Linked DNA regions of Gossypium arboreum: region 2 is linked to region 1. Evidence: chromatin contacts called from public Hi-C data. All regions are on one chromosome and are shown on one strand. The core of a region is the stretch at or near the end of the contact, and the rest is flanking DNA. Distances in the headings are between cores, read along the strand shown.

Evidence for each region. Hi-C and Micro-C count contacts between places; a contact is called where the count stands out from the background.
Region 2: a contact with region 1 is called in a Hi-C map of leaf, with 4 times the contacts expected there. The contact joins the promoter of LOC108454416 here to the promoter of LOC108457077 in region 1. A contact is called at or near these places in 3 of 5 Hi-C or Micro-C datasets (all in leaf).

What each region holds. Positions count from the first base shown.
Region 1 is chr3:67,645,511-67,652,905 of ASM2569848v2, reverse strand. LOC108457077 (phosphoethanolamine N-methyltransferase 1-like) reads left to right here and starts at 2,797. Exons shown (of 12, transcript XM_017755899.2): 1 at 2,797-3,143; 2 at 3,332-3,456; 3 at 3,758-3,895; 4 at 3,974-4,111; 5 at 4,297-4,440; 6 at 4,564-4,674; 7 at 4,768-4,909; 8 at 5,276-5,556; 9 at 5,737-5,898; 10 at 5,974-6,027; 11 at 6,123-6,197; 12 at 6,285-6,561. The coding sequence starts at 3,131. The coding sequence ends at 6,389.
Region 2 is chr3:67,896,988-67,904,382 of ASM2569848v2, reverse strand. LOC108454416 reads right to left here and starts at 4,883. Exons shown (of 7, transcript XM_053025735.1): 1 at 4,235-4,883; 2 at 3,786-4,043; 3 at 3,128-3,370; 4 at 2,836-2,985; 5 at 1,191-2,624; 6 at 680-775; 7 at 377-580. The coding sequence starts at 4,681. The coding sequence ends at 1,701.

The DNA of each region.
Region 1 (7,395 bases), core at 1,548-4,047:
TCAAATTAGCTCTGATACCAGTTTGTTGGGGATCAACTCGGTTAATTAACAAACAAGTAAAATAACAAAGAAATAAAAAAAGATTGAACACAAATATTTTACGTGGAAAAACCCCTTCGAAGAGGATAAAAAATCACGGGTAAAGATAATTTTACTAAAATGGAAAAAACAAAGAGTACAGAAGATAGAGATAAGCTAAATAGAGATAAGCTAAACCTTGAAACCGAAAATTAAAACCCTTAAAACATAAACACAAAATTCTCTAAAAGCTTGTAAAAGCTAATACCTAAATATGTAATTGGTTTTTTCTAAGGTGGAAAAAAGGTCTAGTTATAGGCTAAATTTATAGGTCAAATAATATTAAAATAACCTACACTAATAAGAGTTTAAAAGGAAAACTAATATTAAAAAAAAAACTACACTAATTGGAGTTTAAGTGAAAAACTAAACACATAGTTTAATTGGGAGAGGAAAAGCCAAAAAGTACAAGGCATAACTCCACATGGTGTAAGCATGAATCATCAACCTTGTCAAATAGAATGTCAGTTATTAAAACGATATCTTTGAGCGCAATGGCCACTTCCTCGTAAGGAAAATGAAATGTAAAAGTTTCTGCCATCTATATTTCCCTCAAGGTGGCAACCAAATCCAGAATGACATTCAATTTTGCCATCATAGATGCAACATATAAACTAGAATCCTTAAGGTGTTATCAAATATGATGATTGAGCTCCATAAACTATAAATTGTAATTGATTCGAAGAACTAGGTCCAGTAAAAATTAAAGAAAATCACAAAAATAAATAAATTTTTCATAAATATATTAAAATTTTATATCATAAAAAAAAACCCAATTAAAAGTTACCCAGTCAATTATTGAACAATTGAGGAGACAATAGGTTGCCATGTATGGAAAGCAATCATTTGTTTCTTTAAACCAGAAAATTGGTGTGTGTGTTCCAAATTTCATTTCAAAAATAAACCTTACTGGCAAACAAGTTTCCAAGGATTAATAACACATTCACGCGGAAATTCGAACCCATTTAAAAGAAACTTTTGATAAATATATAGAGGTTGGACGTGGGGTCTATTTCATGTTATTTTCATTCGCAACACCTGTCCCAAAGCTTAACCATTTGTTCACTTGGAAATTGGAATTCATGTGATATTTGAGAGGATTATATTTAAAATTTAAACTCAAAATAAAAATTGTGGTGCATATTTAAAGTAGACTCAGCATTCAGCACAATAATTCTTTTTAATTGATTATCCCCTATTTTAATATTACTAAGAGAAATAAATCTTTTTCTATGTTTTTAATTTAAATTTATAACACAACAATTTATTAAAAATACAATCTCTTTTATTTATTTAAAACAAACTTTATTTATATAGGTATATTTATGTTGGTCTAATTTATAAGCTTAAAATTTTGTTTAAATAGCATAAATTTGTAAATAATTAATACAAATTCGTTTTAAATATATTTATATATTTTAATTTTTATAAAAATATAATATTTTAATTTAATATTTAATATTTAATATTTAATATAATTTTTATCAAAAATATTAAATATAAAAGCTTAACATATATTTTTTAATATTTACAGTACAATATCGTCATATATTATTATAAATTAATTTCATGTAGTACATAAATATATGAAAATTTAGAAAGAGATTCATCAATACGGGTGTAAAACTATGCAAAATTAAAGTTATTCAAACGTGTTTGTGTATATATATATTGTTTAAACACATAGTTTGAAACTAATATTTTCATCCAAACTCTACCCTTATCGAATGAAATTTTGGACAGATGACACTATTAAGCTATTTTACTGCTTGATTTGTCGTCACACTTTGACCATTTGTGGAGTTAAAATTTATTTGGTATTTGAGAGAATTTGATTGAGTTAGAAAAATAAAATTTTAATCACATTGTATTCATGTAATGTATCATATGATTGAAAAAATAAACATGTTAAATTAAAAATTTTGATGAAACTACCAACAACAATAATAATTAGATTAGAATTTTTAAATTGAAAATAAAAAAATTAAAATTTTAACTTTTAAACTAAAATCTCAATTTTATACAAATTTAAGTACTAAGAGCACATTTTAACCCAAATTAAAAGTAAAATGAGCTTTTTAAGCATAATAAATTCTTTTATACCATCTCTAAACTAATTATAGGCTTTAGCTAATGAAGTCTTGGTTCAATTGGCAAAGGCGAAGCCCTTGAGCTTTGATTATTCTAGTTTGAGACTAATCATTTGCAATTATATGCATGAATCTCGAAGTTCCACTATGTGCAACTATCATGAGTTTAATTTAATTTGTTAACTATGCCAATTCTTAATATGATTGTAAAGTAATAGTTTAATTTTATTTTGTGATTGACAAAATATCTTACATATATTTTTATAATATTTATACCACTTAAAAAAACTATAAAATTTAAATCTTAAAACGAGATATTAGGAGCTTAAGCTTTTTTAACAAAAAAATGATATTAATAAAATTTTGAACACTATGGAGATAATAAGTTTTTTAAGAAAAAATTGATTGAGTCAGTTTACATTTGTGGCAATGGATTCAGTGTTAGTAATATATATATATTAAGCAAAATTAATACAGTTGAATGTAAATAAATTTGGATTCGGTTATACAAATCAGTATTTTTACGATTTTCTGATATTGATTTGATTTGATTTGTTTTGTCGTCTACCTAAACAGGCCTTAGATTTGTTAACATAATGCATTGATCCGACCCGACCCAAATTATAATCAGGTCTAGCATTTCCCCAGCCCTTACTCTATAAAAGGCGAGATGAAGCATTCTCAGTTTCCCGCACCAGAAGCAGTAGAAATTGGCAATTGCTGTGTGTGAGAGAGAGAGTGAGAGTAATAGTAGTATCAATAATTTGGCTTAGGTTGCATCTCTGTGTCTGATGCAACAGAGAGGAAGGACTAACAACCGTAGATCAAGGTCTTTCTCCAGATCTCGGCTTGCTGTCGAAGGATTTTAGTTCCCCTTTTCACTCCCCATTAAAAAATAAAAAAAATATCTTAAAAAAAAATCAATTCCTCTCAGAGCTCACTAGAGATCTTCTCTGTTAACCATGGCGGCTAACGGTGAGATCTCCACCTTCATATTGATCATTTCTTGCGTTGTTTTTTTCAACTTAGAACCAAAGGACAATTGGAATGGATTGACATTGTTTAATCAACATTTGCGAACCCACACATGGATCTCTCATCGACCTTTAACTAATATTTAAGAAGAAAATTTAAAATTTGATTGTTCTGTAAATTATATATAGGATTTGTAGGAGATGAACGCAAAGTTCAAAAGAATTACTGGATTGAACACTCGGTTGATCTTACGGTGGAGGCTATGATGCTCGACTCCAAAGCCGCTGATATTGACAAAGAAGAACGTCCCGAAGTAATATTTCCTTTCTTCCTTCCTTTTTGTTTTCTGCATTGTTTATTTTTTTCTTCATTAAGTTAATTTAACAAGTTCATTTTTAACTATATTTACAGTTTTAAATTTATTTCCTTTTTGGCTTTCATATTTAAGTAAAAATTGTTTATCTATTAATATCTTCAGTTGTTATCATGAAACCATAGTTTAATGAGCATTTATGCTTATTATTGCCTTTTAATTGTTGCTGCTGTTCTTTTGTACTTAATTTTAAACTTCAGTTGTTATTTAGATTCCTAAATTTCATTGTTGATATTTGCAGGTGCTCTCCTTACTCCCACCGTATGAAGGGAAAACCATTTTGGAACTAGGAGCTGGCATTGGTCGATTTACTGGTGACTTAGCTAAGAAGGCTGGTCATGTTATAGCATTAGACTTCATTGAGAATGTTATAAAGAAGGTCATTGAAACTCAACCTGACAGAAAATTTTTAGTTTGCTAATTAATAAGGGACTTGACTGGATTTCATTAATTGCAGAATGAAACCATCAATGGGCATTATAAGAACGTCAAATTCCTCTGTGCGGATGTCACTTCCCCTGATTTGGCTTTTACAGAAGGATCATTGGACTTGATTTTCTCAAACTGGCTGTTGATGTATCTCTCAGATAAAGAGGTGATTTTTGTTGCTTCTTCTTCAATAACATGGAAAAAAAAAAAAAAGAGAGTTCTTAGGGGCAAATTAGCTATTGATTTCAATTTTTTTTTACTTGCTGAATTCGGCTACCCCATTTTTGGCTTTCAAATTTCTAATAAAGCATATTTTTGAGTATATCTGTCTGAAAGTATTATTAAATGCAGGTTGAGAATTTGGCCGAAAGGATGCTCAAGTGGTTGAAGGTTGGTGGGCATATTTTCTTCAGGGAGTCTTGCTTTCATCAATCTGGTGATTGCAAGAGAAAGAACAACCCAACTCACTATCGCGAGCCCAGATTTTACACTAAGGTTTTACTTGAACTTATCTTTGATTAGATGTCATGTGACCTGAGGACTGAAATATGTATGAAACAAAGTGATCTAATCTTTCTTTCATATTCAAACATACGTTTTTCATGTATTATAACACAGGTCTTTAAAGAATGCCAAGCAACTGATGATTCTGGAAATTCATTTGAACTTTCTCTTGTTGGCTGCAAGTGCATTGGAGCTTATGTTAAGAACAAAAAGAATCAGAATCAGGCAACAGAAAATGATCTCATTGATTAGTATATATATTTTGTTGTTGAATTTTAAATTTACTGACAAGGTGCAACATATTGTTTGCATATTCAGATTTGCTGGATCTTCCAAAAAGTTGTTTCAGATAATGATAAGGGATTCCAGCGCTTCTTGGATTCTGTTCAGTACAAATCTAATAGCATTCTCCGTTATGAGCGTGTCTTTGGACCAGGATATGTGAGCACAGGAGGAATTGGTATCCTTCTTCAACGAAATGTTTTTATTTGTTCTACATCTTTTATTAAAGGAATTTGTTACACATAAGTACAGAAATAGGGAAGGAAAGATGAAACATGCATGTTAAACAGTAAAATTTTCTCACTTACTGTATTAAATTTTAATACCACATACCGGGATTTGTATACCAAGTAGCAGAAATGGTTTTGGAGTAGAAATTTCATCTTTTCCAGTGTAATATCTGAACCTCAAAACTACTGAGATTATAGAGGGTATCCGCTGCATTTGTAACTTCCTCTTAGGCTTCACCCTTTGTCATAGTTTCTCTTATTTAGTTAGTTCTATCGCATCAGCATCCCCCTTATATGAACTTGTTTTTGAGCAGAAACAACAAAAGAATTTGTGGGGAAGTTAGATCTTAAGCCTGGCCAAAAGGTCCTAGATGTTGGCTGTGGCATTGGTGGAGGTGACATTTATATGGCTGAGGAATTTGATGTTCATGTTGTGGGCATCGACCTCTCTGTAAACATGATATCCTTTGCTCTTGAACGAGCTACTGGACTGAAATGCTCAGTGGAATTTGAAGTTGCTGATTGCACCAAGAAGGTTTATCCGGACAACAGTTTTGATGTTATCTACAGCCGTGACACTATTCTACACATTCATGTAAGAGGACTAGATAACAAATAAGAAAGTTTTCCTTTTAAAGTGATTTAAAGATTTAGAAGTTGAGCATAGGCATCAAAATAAGAATGGAAGTTGCTATTTGAAAAACCATAAATCATTTGGGCTTTTCTCGATCCACTTTGTTATTCTCATATTTTTGCATCAAAAATCGACTTTCAGGACAAACCTGCACTGTTTAGATCTTTCTACAAATGGTTGAAGCCAGGAGGCAAACTCCTCATAAGTGATTACTGCAAAAGTTCCAAGACTCCATCCAGGGAGTTTGCTGAGTATATCAAGCAGAGAGGCTATGATCTTCATGATGTAAAATCATATGGACAGGTATATTCAAATTAATAATCATTTGCTGTTTCCATTTCATACACTTGTTGATCTGCCTTGTGTTATTGTTTGCAGATGCTTGAGGATGCTGGTTTTGATGTGATTCTTGCAGAGGATCGAACCGATCAGGTTCAGATAAGACTATCAAATTGATTTTTAGTTAGTCATGTTTTTGAATATGGTTATGAAAGGCTAATGGAATGTTGTTGTGGTGGTGGTTTTAGTTCTTACAAGTTCTGCGGCGTGAATTGAACCAAGTGGAGAAAGAGAAGGATGCATTCATCTCTGACTTCTCTAAGGTTAGGTTTCCTTTTCCATCATCTTGTTAAACCTATCGAGTTGGGATGTTAGTAATGGTACATAATAATGTTTTGGTGAAAATTCAGGAAGACTATGATGAAATAGTTGGTGGATGGAAGGCAAAGCTGATAAGAAGCTCATCAGGGGAGCAGAGATGGGGCCTTTTCCTTGCCAAGAAGAAGAAGAATTAAATCCTGCTGCCTGCTCATCTTTATGTTAAATAAGTAAATAAATAAATGCAGTTAGGCATATGTGTGCAAGAAACTATTTCCTGCTTGCAATTATCAGTTGTTATTGTAGTTTGATATTTTGGTATTAGTATGAAGTTTGTGGTTTGAATAAATTATCCTTTTCCAGTAGTAATTTGGATGGTCTGAATCCAAATAGTTCCGATGTCACCCAAGTTTTGGTATTATATCTTTCTAACATATCTCACTTCTGAATATGTGATTTTAGTTTAAAGGTATAAACAAATATATAAAATAGTGAAAATAATTTACAAAACGCTGTACAGTATAAAGATTTATCTACTTGAAAAATAAATATTTATAAAAAGGACTTTTAAGAATTAAATAATGTTTAAAAGTTATAAAGTGTATTTTCTTAAAATGAAGTTAAAAACTCTAAACACCAAATCAAGAATTACAAAAAATCAATAATCAAATAAAATTATCATGGATTATTCAAAACAATTTAAAAATTAGATAATTACAATGTTATTTGAATTAGGGTGAGATATGGATTTGGTGGAGTTTTATAGATTTGTTAAATCCTCCATTATAATTCCATTAGCTTCAATTCTGTTTTCGATTTTTTCATATTTATTTTTAAAAATTTTTTAGACTTTTGATAAAATAAGTTTTATTTTATGACTTTTGAATATTATTTAATAAAATATCAATGCCTTTTTCATAAATTTTTTAAAAATTTTTAAAACTTTAAATCATTTTCACTATTTTAAATATAAAATATTTTTTTACATCATAAAAATTAAATTAAATTATATATTAAATAAAAATTAAAATTAGGTTAAATTTTGGGTAACCACAATTTTGAAGTTTCATTACATAAACCAACAAATATCTCAATTCAAATTTTGATTTCATCGGTTTTCTCGCTCAACCTTAATTTAAATTGAATCAATATATTTCAAACCTAGATAAGTTCCAGATTTTTTATTATTTTTCTTGTCAATAA
Region 2 (7,395 bases), core at 3,634-6,133, 250 kb before region 1:
ATTCCTAAAAGATAGAAATCCGAGCATTAGCATTGTTACATCCTCCCCAAGTTCCAAGTCTAGAAATTCACACGAATACTGAAAGAATTTAGCGACATAGTTCTATTCTTTTTTAAGTTTGCTTATCGACAGAAGATTATTTGGACCAAATGAGGTCCTCTGATGTTTTAACAGACCCTGTCCAAAACTATCTTTGAGACACATCCATCTGCTCTCCTTACTGTCAAATTCTTATCACATGGTTTTAAAGATTCCAATAAACTCTCAGCACCTGTTTAATAGTCGGTTTCTCCTGGATCCACAATCCAATCGCTTAATTTTCCCTTGAAAGCACATAAAGGTGTTTATATAACATTTATCACGGTTAAGTGAACGATTATTCAAATCACCTTCTTTAACAACATTTATCATTTAGTGCACATGAACCATAACCAACAATAGGAATTAGATACAGGGTTTTGAGGAATGTTTAGTATCTTAACTTCTAATGAAGTATCACAAATCACTAACCTCACAACCTTAAAGACTCAGACCAACCAAATCCTCACTTATGGAAACTTTAATATATCCAAGATTCTCTCTGCAAACACATAAAATTGCACTCATAATGATATTTACCATTCCACGCAAGAAATTTTGCAAAGTGATCATTGGTGAAAAAAATTCAACAAATTCATACCTCATGTAAAAGATTTCTTCATAATCCAACCTCATCAATCAAAAGTGACACTAACAACCAGCATATAGAACTTTTCCTCACTGTTCAATACTATAGCTACTTCTCTGCAAATAAAAGCAAAAGCAAGGAAAGTAAAGACTTCAGAATGCCAAATCCACAATCTATGAGGACTCTATTGATGCAAGGCTGCAACAAATTATACCCAAAAGGATTCAATGCCTAAATTTGATAAAAACCATGTCTAAACTCGTTCTCACACTCTAAACCCTTTAGGAAGTCGTTCCAAAAGATGAATAACTTCCATGGTGAATCAATAAAACATAACAAGGGAAAAAGAAACATAAAGAGCATAAAGGGTAATTAGTTTGGACATGTTTAAAGTACCTTAGCAGATAAAGACAATAACACAAAACACCCTAGTGAACTAAAACTCATTATCCAGTAAAGGTATTTTGCATTCTTCATCACAACAAATTAAAATCCTTTAACTAAAGTTTTGGCAAATGCTTACCTTTCTTTGGGAAGGGACAGGTCAACTACACACTTGCAACGCATATATAGCTTGCAAGTCTCCCTAACTCTTAAATCTGCAACATTTTCATTGAAGTAATACGCAATATAATCACTTTTCCCCTAAGAAAAGCATTTTGCATAGGAACAACTCAAAGCAGTATCAAGTTGAGGCATTGAAATTGCATTTCTCATCAGATTTTTGTCAAAACCTTTCTGATGAGCATCCCCTTTTAAGAGGTGCTTCCCTTCCATTTCTTTAATATAATAATATCTGCCTACTGGCCTCCGGATTCTCTTCCTTTTGGTTTCCTTCTAAGTTTTATTTTATCAAACTAATCAGCCTCTTGGTTCACAAAAGAAGATATCCCTGGATCATGAGAACCCATATCTAAGTTACAGGGCATTGAGTGGTTTGGTCTGTATCAATAATCTTGGCGGTACTAAAGGTTTGCTCAGCACATGAATCAATGAAGCAGATGTCATTTTCGCTCAATTGCGAAATCTTATTCTATTTTTCATAATAATCCTCCTCAAAAGGATGCGATGAAGCACGCCCTTCAACACTCCTGTTGTGATTTTCCAAGACAGATAGCCCAGCTTCACAATAATCATCTTCAGTACAACTAGTATCACTATCTGATGATGCCATTGAATAGGACTCTGCAGATAACTGCAAGATTTCTTCCACCAAATTGAGGTGACGATGCAAAAGGTCATTCTGATAATGAGGCGGCGATCCAGGGTAAGCAGATGAAGAATTGGACTCCATTATAGTATCAGTAGTACTCAATTGTGATCCACTGGCATTTTCAAGCATCCTATTACGTCCTTGGACAGAAAAAATACCGTGATGAGCACTCTCTGCCTGCATGGATCCGCTACTTGTCTCATCATGCAAATAATTGGTTTGATACTCTTGTTTTATATCTATTGTTCTCAACCCTGGTAGAGAGAACCCACCAGTAATACCTGGGGGAAAAATATGGTCAAAATACCCATTGGCATGCACACCAGTAGACTTATCTGCAAAAGAACCATCAGATTCTAACACACTCAACCTACTTCCATCCCCTGAAGCTTGAATGGACTTTGAAATGCATCTTGAACTTTCAATAAGATGCCTCTTACTTTTCCCATTTTTCTTATAATTTCGTTTCTGTGGATGCAACATAGTTGCATTAAAATTACCGCCATCTGCAGAATTCTTAGAAGCATAAACTATCCAATCCTTGAACTCCTGCAACCATAGAATAGAACACTCTTTCTTCAATTGTTCTACTCTGTTCATCAGATCAACTATTTCAGCTAGATCCTCAGATAAGATTTTCTCTCTGCTTTGAGTTTCATTACCACATGATACAGAGTCTAGATCAGAACAAATGTAAGTGCTGTCTTGTTCACTCTCAATACAAGCAAGTCGAGATACCATTATCTGCAGAAGTGAAAATGATTAAAAAAAAAAAAACAATCAGATTGATAAACAAGATATGAACTACAACGTATAGGTCACAACAAAATTTCATCAAATGGGTCAAAAAGACAAACCAGTGTGCCAAAACCATTTCACAAGTAAAGGGGAATGATGGATGACAGAAGTTACAACAGTAACATACAAATCAGAGAATTGGGGAAACTTTACAGACCCTCTTTTTTTTGATACACCCCTCTGCTTCAGCATCATCTTTTGCGGGAGAATAGAACCCAAAGCTTGAAGGTCGTTTCTGTCTGCTGGCAACGATAATTTTCCTCTTCCAATAGTCTGTGGTGTTAATTTCCTTGTCATCTAATTTCAACTAATCAGCCATACAACAGAACATAGGAACGGTATAATTAGCAAGATTACAGGATAAACCAAAATAAGAATTTTTTAGCAAAAGGAGCATGACTACTGAATATTAATAGAAATTCCACAACAAAAACATGTCATATGCATACATTTTCTGGATGACTGAAGTAGCTGAAAACTTGTGCGCGATGCCATCGAGCACAACATAGTGGATTCCCTTCCAGCCACAAGCTTTGTAGAAATGAGAGGCCCACAAGGAACTCCAACTCTGAAAAATTGGAAATAATATTGTAGGAGACATCAAGCCCTTCAAGTGACTTCAAATTCTCAATCCCACGCAATGTATTTAGAGCATTATTCCTCAAAACTAGTTTAACAACATGACAGCAGACCTGCATTTTTCAAAAACAATGGTGCATAGCTCCCTATATCAAACAGCATGCAAACTAAGAAATTATTAGGAGGAGTTTTTACCTAGGAAAAAAATATTCAAATGAATGTCTATAAGTAATTTAAACAGAGAAGTGTAATGGGAAATAACAAGGAAAGGCAAAATCAAAGCACTCAAGTAATGCGCATGAAAGTAACAACAAACACGAAACTCTGACGAAAATGAATGTTTAAATACGGACAATTGCACAATTACAAGCAAACAGGATAGGGAAGCAATAACGGGAAGCAATAACAATTGTAGTATGCAGAAAAATACATGCTAGAGAAGATGATACCCGCTATAAGCCCCATTTGATAAATCTTTCAGCATCAAATCAAAATCAAATGTCAAGTAAAAATCGGAGTTATTCCTACCTCACTAAATGATGAGATGGATCGCAGTTGATTGAATCCAAGGTCCAAGTGCTTCAACCTGGCACATTTTTGAAGATTATCCACTTTGGCAAAATTGTTTTGACTCAAATCAAGGGTTTCAACAGAGGGAAGAAGTTGCAACGACTCGTCCATTAGTAGCAGGCGATTGCATGCACACGATACAAAGGACAAGCGGTTCCACTGTGGACAGCCCTTTACCTCAGCAATTCTGCTGGCAAACACATGTCGCAAAGCATCCTACATATGTCAAAAATATTGATCAGTAGAAAAAAATTTGTGTAAAGTACCCATATATAATTAATAACTTTAAATGGTCCTTAGTTAGGAATTAGAAAATAGGGGAGGGAGATCTTATGATTTATAATCACAAAAACTGAATGAATGTCATTAATTCTTCCTCTTCTTCGAAAATAATGCAAACCACTCACGGTTGAATTATGACAAATAATTTTCTCCAAAGTATGTCTCAACTCAAGCAATCCCTTGGCTGCTGAGGTCGACAAATCACACCCTCTGAGTTCCAGAACCTTCAGTCTTCCAAACGGGAGCAACGAGAGCGGCGTGGGATCACGCACAGGAGGGAGCAAGGCAGATACCACCTTAAGAGTGGTTAGGAGGCGTAGTATCCGCCGAAGCTGCTCGAGCGCACGGTGGTCCCCAAGGTCCGAGACGTAGGCACGTAGATAGTCAACTGGAGCTCCCACTAGAAGTCTGTCGAGCTCCTGCAACGCTTGGAGCCGAGACTGCACGTAATGGAGCCCCGCCGTGTTGAGCTTCAGAACCTTAGTTCCATCAATCAAAGGCCCCGCTTGGTTGTCAACGAATTTGAACAGCTTCTCAAGGTAGCGACCCCTTGTGACGATCGCCATTGGCATCAAGTTTTAGAAAATCACCCACACCGTCATATTCCAAAGTTCATAAGTGAACAAAGAGTTTGAAGAATGCGAATGAAGGAAGGTTTGAAAGGAAGAAATGAATCACTAAATGATAAGGGGAATAGCAGGAAATAGAAAAGGACGGTTGTAGCCTACCTTGAGAATGATGAGGTGGTTCATTATGTTCTGGCTTTGGTTGGTTCGGGGGAAAAAGGTCAAATAATTGGGAAGTGAAATATGGTGCGTAGGGAAATAGAGACACCTGGCGCACATGCACACAACATGGGGAGTCCAATTCCAAACAACGTGATTGCATTGTCGGCTTCCTCCAAAATCCAAACAAATGCGGGGTCCACCCCAGATGTTTGTTTGCTCTTACTTGCAGTTGCCTCCTTGACAAGCACAATAGACCTTGCATGATTTGCATTTGCCATTTGCCGCCCCCATCTCTATCCTTGTTTTTGCCTAAATAGGGTTTTATTAAAGAGGAAAATATACTAATCTCTGTAGTTTTCGATAAATGAGAAATTAATTTCTCTATTTTTCAATTTTAAAATTCAGTTTCGAATGTTAAATATTATTAAAAAATTATTTTGAATCAAAATTATTTTTTTAACGAGAGCTCTTTCATGTTTAGACTCGACAAAATGATACTTTTACCCTTCAAGTGATTTTGGGGATATGTGAATGCACGTATTTCTCTCCATTTACTTCACCATGTAAAGGTTCATTTTTTTAAAATTCAAGATAAAAATATTGCAAAGCAATAAGAAAAGAAATTAAAATGCATAAATTTTACGTGAAAATTTTTTCGAGAAAAACCACGGGTAGAGAAAAAGAAAATTTATTAAAATTGAAAATCGAATGATATAAGAGGAATTTTCAACTATATCTATTTAAAGGTTAAAAAACCTTATTCTAATCAATGTCAAATATAAAAAGAGTAGTTCTACATTGGTTCTACTTATGTAATCAATATCAAATGGAAGAAAGTAATTTTATATGGATTCTACTTGTGCAACTTGATCCGTACAACAAATCATCTAGTTTTACCTTTATATTATTTCTTTAATAAGAATTTGGGTCACAACTTTAACAAGCTTCCTTCCCAAACATGTTATTAATGATTGTTTATCACAACGATGGTTGTGGAGACTGAAATTAATGTTTTATTACATTTTCCATAATGCATTATTATCTGTGCAAAAAAGGCGGATGAAAATGACTTGTTTCCTGTTAGAAACATAAGAACGATGTCTTTCTTTCTTTAAGAAAAATTCTTTAGTAGTGTTTATCAATTTGTAATCTTTATATTTCATTTTAACGAGTGATAGTAGGGAAAAAAAGAAGAGTGAAAACTAGTGCAATGGAAAATCAAACATATGATTGTGTTGAATCAATTTTTCAAAGGAGTTGTTCGGACGTTGACAACGAAGTAAGACAGACGTTGTATGATTTATTTGGACTCACTGATCATCATAGCATGTTGGAAGAAGAAAGTGAGTGTTCATTTAATGGTGGTGGAATTTGTAACACCTTTCACCTGTCTCGACGATCAGTACGTATGAGAGATGTCATCGAAGCATGTATGAAAAAGAAATTTTTATTTTTATTTAGGAGTGAAGTGTTTAAAATAATTGTATAAGACATTTAAAATATGTTTTAGACAAATTGAAATTTTTAAAAATAATTTAAAATTATTTAGAATTGATTCGTAGTTGATCAAAACTCAAAACGGCCCTCAGAAGGTCAAAACAACTTAAAATAGTGTAAGGTTGTAATAGTGTGGCGACGAGGTATTTATGACGTTGCAATGTAACTTACTGAGTAATGAAGTCATGACATGGAGAATGTGTAGTCGTAATGTTGCAAATTCGTGGTTGCAATGTAACTTACTGAGTACTGATACGTCTAAAATAAATAGGTTTTTCAAGCACCTTTTTATTTGTAATTTATGCAAATTTCGAGTAAATGGACAACTAATTGAGTGATTTTAGTTCATATTCAAACATTGGGAATAATTTTAGTAAATTGTGTAATTTTATGAAATTTAGTATTAATTTTACATAATTTTGCTATTTTATGCTTCATGTTAATTACTTAGTTTGTTGCAATTAGATTACTGAATTAGTTAATGTGGGATTCAATAAAAACATACATACATGTGAGATAAAATTCACCTCATTTGGACAGTTAGATGATGAATTAGGCTCAGAAATATTGCTTTGACCTAACTTGAAGATGGTTGCTAAAGAGAATTAAATTGTTTCGTAATTGGGTTACTAAAACTTCCCAACAAGGGGGAAGAGAAGCCCAAATTCGGCAGGACACCAAGAGCTGCCAAAATTAGCTTCGGATTAATTAAATTGAAGGCCCCTACATCAGTGAAAAAAAATCACAAATCAACCCCCAACTTAAAGCTTGATTGTTGTCCAATTCATGCCATGAATCAAGGGAGAATCAGTCACCAAATCAAGTAACCAACAACCTCCCATCCCATTTTTCATGGCCGACCAAGTAAGGGATCAAACCAAAGGATCTCCATGTTATTTTTAGCAAACTTCCAAGCCATTCCTCTATTATAAATACCATCTCCCATCTCCCATTTCAATCATCCTACAGATCCCTTAACTCTCATCTTTCTTTTATGTTTTTCCCTCTCTTCCATGCATAAGCCATTCATTTCCCCACTTCCCTTTAACTAGCATTTTCCT